Linked DNA regions of Gossypium hirsutum: regions 2 and 3 are each linked to region 1. The links are chromatin contacts, called in public Hi-C maps. All regions are on one chromosome and are shown on one strand. The core of a region is the stretch at or near the end of the contact, and the rest is flanking DNA. Distances in the headings are between cores, read along the strand shown. Region 1 holds the start of LOC107961992 (ATP synthase gamma chain, chloroplastic). Region 2 holds the start of LOC107961998 (L-ascorbate oxidase homolog). Region 3 holds the start of LOC107961996 (lactoylglutathione lyase GLX1).

Evidence for each region. A called contact is a pair of places that touch in the nucleus more often than the background predicts.
Region 2: a contact with region 1 is called in a Hi-C map of leaf, with 4 times the contacts expected there. The contact joins the promoter of LOC107961998 here to the promoter of LOC107961992 in region 1. A contact is called at or near these places in 3 of 34 Hi-C or Micro-C datasets (all in leaf).
Region 3: a contact with region 1 is called in a Hi-C map of fibers, with 5 times the contacts expected there. The contact joins the promoter of LOC107961996 here to the promoter of LOC107961992 in region 1. A contact is called at or near these places in 15 of 34 Hi-C or Micro-C datasets (anther, fibers, hypocotyl and 2 more).

What each region holds. Positions count from the first base shown.
Region 1 is chrA06:116,565,642-116,569,224 of Gossypium_hirsutum_v2.1, forward strand. LOC107961992 (ATP synthase gamma chain, chloroplastic) reads left to right here and starts at 2,020. Exons shown (of 1, transcript XM_016898195.2): 1 at 2,020-3,583. The coding sequence starts at 2,405. The coding sequence ends at 3,535. LOC107961991 (pentatricopeptide repeat-containing protein At1g11710, mitochondrial) reads left to right here. Exons shown (of 3, transcript XM_041115963.1): 3 at 2-1,904. The coding sequence ends at 1,200.
Region 2 is chrA06:116,813,473-116,817,055 of Gossypium_hirsutum_v2.1, forward strand. It overlaps LOC107961998 (L-ascorbate oxidase homolog), which reads left to right and starts at 1,925. Exons shown (of 8, transcript XM_016898202.2): 1 at 1,925-2,306; 2 at 2,412-2,521. The coding sequence starts at 2,169.
Region 3 is chrA06:116,718,133-116,721,715 of Gossypium_hirsutum_v2.1, forward strand. It overlaps LOC107961996 (lactoylglutathione lyase GLX1), which reads right to left and starts at 2,016. Exons shown (of 9, transcript XM_016898200.2): 1 at 1,761-2,016; 2 at 1,438-1,572; 3 at 1,222-1,346; 4 at 915-979; 5 at 622-834; 6 at 309-356; 7 at 82-189. The coding sequence starts at 1,553.

The DNA.
Region 1 (3,583 bases), core at 770-3,269:
GATGGAGCTTGTAGGGTGGGTGGCATAGAGCTTGCTTTGAAGCTAGTTGAAAAGATGGGAGTAATGTCAGAGAACTTTGTTTCGCCCAACACCGTAACTTATAATTCTATCATTAACGGGTTTTGCAAATTAGGGAAAGTTGCGTTTGCAGAAGAGGTCCTTAATGATATGATTAAGGCAGGTGTCAAGCCTGATGTAAGGTCTTATGCAGCAATGATAGATGGTTATGCACGAGGAGGGTGTTTGGAGGAGGCATTAAGATTGTGTGATGAAATGGTGGAAAGGGGCTTGATGCCTAATACAGTTGTTTATAATTCAATCCTCCATTGGCTTTACTCAGAAGGTGATATTGGGGGATCTTCTTTAGTATTATCGGACATGATTGACAAGCATGTATTCCCTGATCAATTCACCTACTCTACTCTTATACAGGGGCTTTGCAGAAATGGATATATGATGCAAGCTTTTAAATTTCATTGCCAGATTATGGAAAAGAATGTTATTGAAGACACATTCTCACACAATATTCTCATCAATTACCTTTGTAAAAGCAATGATTTATCAGGAGCCATGCAACTTGTGGGTAGCATGTTCATCCATGGTTTAATTCCTGACTTGGTCACGTATGGTGCTTTAATTGATGGGTATTGCAAGGAAGGGAAACTAGGAAGTGCTGTTTGGGTCTACGAAAAGATGAAGGTGGAGAAAAAGCCCAACTTAGTGATATATAACTCTATTCTTAATGGATTGTGCAAGGATATGTCAATGGATGCTGCAAGATGGATGATAGATTCATTAAAGAGTCTGGGTTTACCTGATGCTGTAACATATAATACTCTCATTAACGGTTATTGCAGCTGTGGTAATATGGACGAGGCATTTTCTCTGTTAATGGAGATGCGAAAGGTAGGGAGGTTTGTAAACACAGTAACTTACAATACATTGATAAACTTTCTTTGCAAGTGTGGGTGCATTCAACAAGCAAAAGAACTAACGAAGAGAATGGTTCTAGATGGCCTGATTCCTGATTTTATAACATACACGATGCTCATTACATGTTCTGCTAAGAATTGTAGCGCAGATGAAGTTATTGAATTGCATGACTCCATGGTGCTTAACGGAGTGGTTCCTTCCCGACAGACATATCAAGCTATTGTCAGACCCCTCCTTGGGGAAGAAAATGAGGAGACAAGAGTTTAGTTTTTATATTTTCTTACTCATGTTAGTTCAGTTGCCTTTGATTTTTTCCCCCTTCTTTCTTATTCATTGTCATTAGATGATGAACAACTGAGAACTTTTTCTTTATGTCAAATAAATATAGAGATTTCGCCTATGGTGTGGATTGTAGCGAATTATGCAGCTGTCGAACACGACAGGTTGCTAATTTATGCCATTGTATGTATTATTATGTGAAATTTTCTACTTGAAAAACAGTTTTAGGAAAAGATGATGTTATGATGATTGTTTCTGTTTTGTTTATGAGTAGGATATGGATTCAGGGGCCTGGAAGTTCTTGAATTAGCCTGTTCTTTCCTTTCTTATTACTTAGAGCTTTAAATCTCATAGGTTCAAAGGAGTAGACATTGACAGTAAAAAGCCCCTGCAACACTGATCTAGGAAGATGATGGAGCATTGCGGTTCTGATGCAAGATGTTTCGACCTGTTAAATTGGAAATGATCTTCTGCATAATTTTGACTAATGATGTATCGGTCCATGAATGTGTGGCCTTGAAATTTCATCATCTTTTTTGTTCCTTTATTTTCCCTCATTTCTTATTGTTACAGGGTATAGAACACCAGCAATATGTCTGAGGCAACGCATTTGTTTTCTGAAATGTAATCTTTTGATTATTTTGTATGGAAATATGATAGACATTCAAATCATAAAGCTCTTTTGATCTGTTCTCCAACCATTTTTACAGAAAATCAGTTTTTTTGCAACATAAAGTCTATGGCTTTTCTTATCAGGTACATAACCTTTTCCACACATATTTTCTGGAAATTAACACAAGTAAATATTGTAAGTATGGTTGAAAAGTATCAAAATTCATGGAGTAGCATATACCTTTCAGAATAGGGAACCTATCAAGTTAAGATCCAAGAAACAACCATTCAGAGGTTGCCACTTCAAAAAGGCCCCATCAAGATGTAATGGTGAAAAATCAATGGACCAAATTTTCAAAATCCTTATCCCAAAACCTCATCCATTCCCTCCCTCTCACTTCCACACATTCCCTCTGATTTCCTCCATACCAGAAACAACTCTCCAACACACAAAAGGATAAGACTTGATAAAAATCAAAATACAAAAACAAGCCATTGTAGGAAAAAGCTCTTTCTCTTGCTCTCTTTAGAGTAAATTTCTCTTGCAATCCTTTGTAGAGATCCGGGATCCATTGTCACCATGTCTTGCTCAAATCTGACAATGTGGGTGTCCTCAAAACCCTCTCTTTCTGACACTTCTTCACTCTCTTTCCGTTCTTTCATCAGCCCTTTTCAGCTCCCGTCTCAGAGCTCAACCCCCGGTAACCCTTCCAGGTCCTCATCTGTAACCCCAGTTCACTGTGGTCTTCGTGAGCTTAGAGACCGTATTGATTCAGTAAAGAACACGCAGAAGATCACTGAAGCTATGAAACTTGTGGCTGCTGCTAAAGTTAGGAGAGCACAAGAAGCTGTTGTCAATGGCAGACCTTTCTCTGAGTCCCTGGTTGAAGTTCTTTACAACATCAATGAACAGCTCCAGACTGAAGACATAGATGCTCCTCTCACAAACGTCAGGCCTGTCAAAAAAGTTGCTTTGGTTGTTGTTACTGGTGATCGTGGTCTCTGTGGAGGTTTCAACAATGCTATCCTCAAGAAAGCTGAAGCTAGAATTGCAGAATTGAAGCAGCTTGGACTTGATTATACAATAATCAGTGTGGGGAAAAAGGGTAATTCATATTTCATCCGCAGGCCTTACATCCCAGTGGACAGATTCCTAGATGGTAGCTCACTCCCTACAGCTAAAGAAGCTCAGGCAATTGCTGATGATGTTTTTTCACTCTTTGTTAGTGAAGAAGTCGATAAAGTGGAGCTTTTGTACACCAAATTCGTATCCTTGGTTAAGTCTGATCCTGTGATTCATACTTTGCTTCCACTTTCACCAAAGGGTGAAATCTGTGATGTAAATGGTGTTTGTGTTGATGCTGCTGAGGATGAGTTCTTCAGATTGACAACCAGGGAAGGGAAACTGACGGTGGAGAGAGAAGTTATGAGGACTGAGACAGCTGATTTCTCTCCCATTTTGCAGTTTGAGCAGGACCCAGTTCAGATTCTTGATGCTTTGTTGCCTCTTTATCTCAACAGCCAGGTTCTGAGGGCTTTGCAGGAATCACTAGCCAGTGAGCTTGCAGCTAGGATGAGTGCCATGAGCAATGCTACTGATAATGCCCAGGAACTGAAAAAGACCTTGTCTATTGTCTACAACCGGCAGCGTCAAGCGAAAATCACCGGAGAGATATTGGAGATTGTTGCTGGTGCCAATGCTTTGGCTTAATGAACTTGAAACCTGTTTCACCGTCAATTATGTTCCCTTGTAGGTATT
Region 2 (3,583 bases), core at 675-3,174, 250 kb after region 1:
ATAAATTTCAATTAGAAAAAGATACAAGAGGGTACTGAGAGAAGATTGAAGAAATAACTCGAAGAACGCCATCGGAATCAACTCAGAAGCGGATCTCCTTCAAGATTAAATATCTCCATTTAATTTCCTTAGAAGTTTTATTGAGATTCTTTGTCTTATTGTTATCTTAATTTTGAGATGTTTTCATTCCAGATTATGAACTTAATTCCCTAGATACCTAAGGAAGATGAAACCTACGATGAATCTTATTATTTGATTTTTGATTTGCATGATAAATATTTGATTCTTGCTATTAATTATGTATACTTATTTCGTGTTTTAATATTTTTAGGATATTAATTCATGTTTAATGTGCTTATTTCAGTGGAGCAAAAGTCACTGTTTAAAAGTAGATCTAGCATAATTGAGTGGAGGTGCATGAAATTTTAGAAATAGGACGATATAAATCTACCGGATTAGAGTCAAATTTAATAGGGGAATCCATAGATCGAGTCAATGCGACAATAAGAGTTTTAATTAGAAAGAGATTTCAATTAATTAATCTAGAGTCAGTTGTTCTTACTCTCAAAAGAGATATTAACATAATTTAGGGATTTCTACGGATCAAGACACAACTAAATAAATCGTTTAATTAAGATTCAGAATAATAGGTGAAGTCTAGGTGGATTCTTTCCTGGATATTGTCTTTCTTATTAGTTGTCTTCGATTATTTTTCTCATTTCATTCTCTATTGCATTCTTAGCTAGATTAGTTTAGTAATTTTAGATTAAAAACAATTTCATCAATTTATCGGCTAAATAATAAAAAAATAGTAATTACTAATACTTTTAGTCCTCATGGATACGATATTCCTTACTTACCATAATTATACTATTGTTCGATAGGTACACTTACCTATGTCGTAATTATAGTTAATTTAGTACCCACTAATTAAACTATAAAAAAAACCACTCGTGGTCTGCGTCTGCATGACCGCATATCTTTAGAAGCCATCTCTCACCATCTCCATTACCACTTTGTACTTTGGATCGGGAGCCGGGTTTATTTTCTGTAAGACGCATTAATTAACTTTTGTCTACTTCCTTTAAGCCTTAATGTACATTTCCCTTCTCGATTAGATGTTACGTGCACGGACATTATGTCCGTTTTCAATAAAGGACAGTATAATCCCGGAGCTTTTACATATTGTTTGGTTTCCCCAATCCCTGTAGGTGCACCAAAGCTATGGGGTGATCTAATTCAACTGCAGTGGCCTCGTCTCATTGTTGGATCTTATGCTTTGCCATTTGTTGATTAAAGAATAGCACCCATCAACATTCTGCAACTGCAATAATAGTGAACCACCCTCAAAGCAACCAACCTGGCCGTTGAATGGAACCCCGTGATATAGTTCTTTTTCTTCCTAGGTTGTCACCCTGTGAAAGGTATTGGATGTTTCAACCATTTTTCTCGCCGTATTGTTCGCCGATATATTTTATTCATCACACAGTATTGCACGAAGTAAACTAAACATGGAAGTTCTTGAATCTAATAATGGTTCTTTCTTTGACCCTTTTTTTCCAGTCTGTCAATGGTGCCATTGCAATGGAAAATGGAAGACGGCATCAGTATCAAAACACAACAGTCTTCTTCGCTACCAAGTTCGGACAATGGGCACATGAAATTAGGCAAAGTCCAAGCTTTGCACGTGATTGGGGTTGATTCCTGTCTTGTTGCTTAGACTTGACAGCCTTTACTTACAATGTTCCATATATCACAAGCTCGTTTTATCAGTTCTGAAGGGCTAATATCAAGCGGCTACTGACGGTCCCACCATATGAACTCGACCCATGTGATGCTAAATAGGGACATGATTAAGCTGGGACCACCGCTTCTCACTAGATTCAATTGCATTCAATTGGAACCCACTGACAGCTAATATGCAATGTGATCTTATAAAAAAACGCTTTTTTTCACTTGCATACAAAACAGAGCTCTGCTTTTGCCTCCATACTAATTCTAAGAACCCCGAATAAATTGAGGGAAAGAAAGATTTAAAAAGGATACAACAATGGTGCCTTAAACTTTTTATAGATCTGTGTTTTATCTAACATTTTGCAAAAACAAGAATTCCTGTTTTTTCCTGTTTTTCTTTTTGTATCCTAAAGTAAGTAAACGAAGTCAACAAAATGGGAGACAGCAAGCTTATCCTTTGTTGCTTCATTGCTTGCATTTTGTTCCTCGGCGTTAATGGAGAAAACCCTTATCGTTATATCACTTGGAAAGTCACCTACGGTGATATTTACCCTCTTGGAGTTAAGCAACAGGTACTTTCTTTCTTGTTTTCTGGGTTTCTCTTTTTGGTTTCTAAAAGCTACTTGTTTAGCAAGTGTCTGAGTAATGGATTGGAATGTGGAAAAACTGTATTGCAGGGGATCTTAATAAATGGGCAGTTTCCAGGGCCTCATATCGATGCAGTTACTAATGACAACTTGATTATCAGTGTTTATAACTACTTAAATGAACCATTCCTTATCTCTTGGTAATCATGCTAACATTCCTTTTTTTATGCTTACTTTTTATTCATCATTTACTTAATGTTGGTTAGGAAGACAAGGTAAACTAGAAAAGAACAAAGGAAAGTACATATAAAATCTTGGAACATTAGCTCAAAATGCAGCTTTCATTTTAAGATAATGTGTGCTCTTTTGGTTTAGATAACTACAGCTTAGTGGGAAAGTTTTGAGTTTCTTAGATCTGAAGGTAAATGCTTGAACAGTAGACAATTTTCCATCGGTAGACATTTGCATTTATGACTACTATTTTTAGTAAGATCTCAACTAATGCTAAATTTGATGACAATGAAAACCTTATAAACTACTTCTAAATTTGGTACGTAAGTATATCCCTAGTTTTTATCCTTGATCCTTTATATTTCTCAATTTGTTGGTTCTTATCTCATAGACTATCTTGCAGGGGCGGAATCAGAAGAAAATTTTAGGGGTCGAAATTAAATTGTCATTTTTACGATAGTAAAAATATAATTTAACTATTTTAATAGCCTATATATCTTTACAATTTTTAAAGAATTAAACTAAATTTTTTTATTTTTAAGAGAGAAAGTATAATTTTGCTGATTTAAAATGACTAAATAAAATTTTTTTTATTTTAGGGGCCGCGCTTAGTTACGCCCCTACTATCTTGGAAAGACGCTAACAATATGGTTCATTTTCATGGTTAAATGATTATTAAATTCAAGTTTTATAACGAATAACTCTTTCACTGACTCAATGGGTTAATAGTATTATGATAATTCAGTTAGTGCATCTGCTGCATCTCACATCTGTGGAGATTCATGTTTAAAATATTAAAAGATGAATAAAAATAATTAACAATGTCTGCCTAGTTATGGCAGAGCTGGTTGCAGTAAATTATTTAAATGCATGTGCTTGCCTATAGAATAATAAAAGATGTGTCCTTGATTATGGTTACTAGGACGGTATCAGACCTCGGGTTTAGGCCTAGTTTTAATTAAAGCTGTGAATTATGCAACTCACTTTAATAAAGCTTGGCAACTTTGCATATTATTGATCATTCAAAATGT
Region 3 (3,583 bases), core at 766-3,265, 150 kb after region 1:
ACCCAAAAAGGACAATGGAATCAGTAGTAACAGAGACTTTTATCTGCAAGGATATAGCTAAGTATAGAGTTAAAAACAGACCTGTGCATATGCATTTCCCTTGGTATATTCAGTCACTCCGTAATTGTAAGTCAACTCAAGAACAGTAGTCTCATGTTCTTCTGCATACCCCATCATAGCTATGGAGTACTGTCAAGCACACGCAACAAAAACCAGAGTTAGGCTTCCTCTGCAGCTAGAAGATAAGCTTTACATATCCTTCTAAGCTAATAATATGAATAGAAAAAGCCAAGTAGGACAGAATTTACCTTATATTCAGGCCTATCCACCTTCTTTACTAGCTTCATTCCCAACGCCTGCAAAGAAATAGATGTATAAAAGCAAGGCCATTACCAACTCAAAAGAAAAAAGAAAAAAAAAAAGTTTGGAGCATTAACCACCAGTAATCAATTAGATCCAAAGACTGCTTATGACTAATTGACTATTCTCCAATAAATAAAATTTTCATCTAAGTGATTCATGCACTCAAAGTCTAGGCACAATGAATTTGCGGTCAAATTGAACAATAAGATTAGTTAGAGAAACAAAAGTCAAGAAAAAGGTTATTTTACTTTGCACTACCTTTTCATAGAACTTAACAGAGCGGTCTAAATCCCCAACACGAAGCATTACTTGACAGAGTGGCTCAGGAGTAGAAGCTCTTTGGATGAGCTCAAAAATATAACCATCAGGATCCTTCACGAAAGCAATAACAGAGGATCCACCTTTAACTGGACCAGGCTCTCTTGTAATATTGCCACCCTTTGCACGGATGTCCTCAACCATTTTGTAGACCTAAAATACAAAAATGGATATATATATATCAGCATTCTCAATGAATCTTTTGTTTGACTATCCAAATGTTTGAAACTTACATCAGGTGTTGCAATTGCAAAATGCCCAAAACCAGTTCCAATATCATACGATGATACTCCATAATCTGTAGAGAAGAATAAAAGCTTTTAACTCAGAGATCAAAGAAGTTTACACTTTAGATTAACAGTAGCGAAGTATGCCACAATAGATGTAGCAGATATCTATAACATATATTGAATAAAAGGAATCGATATTTTAACTGTTTGACAAAAAGAAAAATTTGCCAGCTCCAAGCATTACAGATATAACAAAAGCCATTTGCAGTAAATATTTCGCTATAAAAATACAAGGAAAACATAAACGTACTGTAAGTTAACTCAACAACGAAATGAGACTCCTCTGGGCCAAACCCAAGAAAGGCATTGGAGTATTTCTCTTCAGGAATATCTCTTTTCCTCAACAATTTCATCCCAAAACACTCAGTGTAGAACCTAGATACAAATTTGTAGCATTAAAACTTCAAAAAGAAAGTGAAAATTTAAGAACATCAATAGTACTAGAAATAAAAAAAGCAAATGTTACTTGATGGTACGATCAAGATCGCCAACACGGTACACGGCGTGAAGGAACCGACGCTTATCTTTCTTCGGCCATTCCAACAACTCAGTGCTGGGAACTGCAGCTGAACCCTCAGCCATCTTTCAACAAATCCGATTGCTGTGTAATCATTCGCAAAGTCAACCAAATGAATAGAAATTACATAATAAAAATATCATTTTCATTTCATTTTTCAATTTTAAAGTAAAGATCAAAGCTAAAACTTATTACAAATATAGATCAAAACCAAAAAAAAACTAAACCCTAACCCAAATTAAAGAAACCCTAATTTGGATCGAAGAACTTACCAGCAATTACTAGAGAAAAATAGAGTGAGAGTGGGAGTGAGTGGGAGTGAAGCGCCCTGTATAACGCAGTGTCAACATTGGGACAAATTTATAAACTTTTTAATTTTTATTTCACTAATGTAACATGACAGTTACAAAGTGGTGATATAACCGACAAACACGTCTCTTAAGTAGTTTCAGCCAACCAATCAGATATGTGCTTTTCTTCTTGTTAAAAACGCCAACTGTTGTTCTAGACAATTTTGGGAGTTAATACGGAAGTCTAAATCACTAACGGATATTAATATGGAAACGTGGCGATATCCAAATCATTACCACCTATTGAATAAAAAAAATTAGTATTCTCAATTTTTTTTAGTATTGAGCAGCTTTAGAATTTTTTTGCTAATATTTAATTTTTAATGAGTTTTCATAAGAGTGAAAATTAATTATTGGGTTCATTCTAATATATACATTAAAAAATAAAAAAATTTATTTTTTTAAATCATCAATTACTTTGATAAAATAAAAAATGATTGCTTGTTCTTTTTAATATAATATCTTATTACAAATTGATGGATTGCAAAATAAACTAAAGAGAGAAGAAAGCAAATCACGAAGATTATTATATTAAAAATTAGATTTGATTTTGTCTAGTTTACTTAAAAATTTAAAAAATTAATCATTATTTATTAAATTAAAAAGTAAATTGATCTTTTTAATAATAATTTTTCTTGTTAAAACTAACGTCAATAATGGTAATAGAATGATCATAAAAATAAGAACATACAGATTTTATGTGGAAACTCTATCGGGAAAAAATCACAGGCAAATGAGAAGAAATTCACTAATTTTAAAAGAGAATGATACAACAAGAGTTTCGACTACGTCTATTTAAAGGTTAAAAAACATATACAACAAGAGTTTCGACTACGTCTATTTAAAGGTTAAAAAATCATATTCTAATCAATGTCAAATAGAAGAAGTGTAGTTCTATACGAATTCTACTTGTGCATCATGGTCCATACACAGATCCCCTTATTTTGCTACTACATTTTATTTCTTTAACAAGTGTTGAATTCGAATGATACAAGGTGAGTTTCGACTACATCTATTTAGAGGTTGAAAAAAACCTAATTCTAATCAATGTCAAATATATTATGCTAATAAATGCTAAATATATTATGCTAATAAATACAAGATCTTCTAGAAAGAAAATATACTTTATTTAACTTGACTTGCAAATAATCTCTTAGAATTTGGGTTGTACAACTCTAACAATCTCCATATTGACATGAATTCTCAACGAACAATTTCTTCATCACAAACTCTCAATGAACAAGTTCTCCACATCTTTCACAAAACCCTTTAAAGGTATTCTTCAACAATGAACACTAACCAAGTCCAAGCAATCTCAAACTTGGTTATAGGAAGTGACTTAGTCATCATATTTGTAGGATTATCATGAGTACTAACTTTGCTCACAACAATATCACCACGAACAATAATATCACGCAAAAAATGATACCGAACATCAATGTGCTTTATTCTCTCATGAAACATTTGATCTTTCGAAAGGAAGACGTCACTCTGACTATCACAAAGCACTATACTGATCTGAAGGTCTCTACTGAGTTCACCAAAGAGTTCTTTTAACTAAATAGTTTCTTTACAAGCCTCGATAATTGTCGTGTACTCAGCTTCAGTAGTAGACAAAGCAACTGTAGTTTGCAAAGTGGCTTTCCAACTGATTGCGCAACCTCCAATAATAAAGACATACCCGGTGAGAGATATTCTTTTATTAAGATCTCCAGCAAAATCAGAATCAACATACTCAATAACTC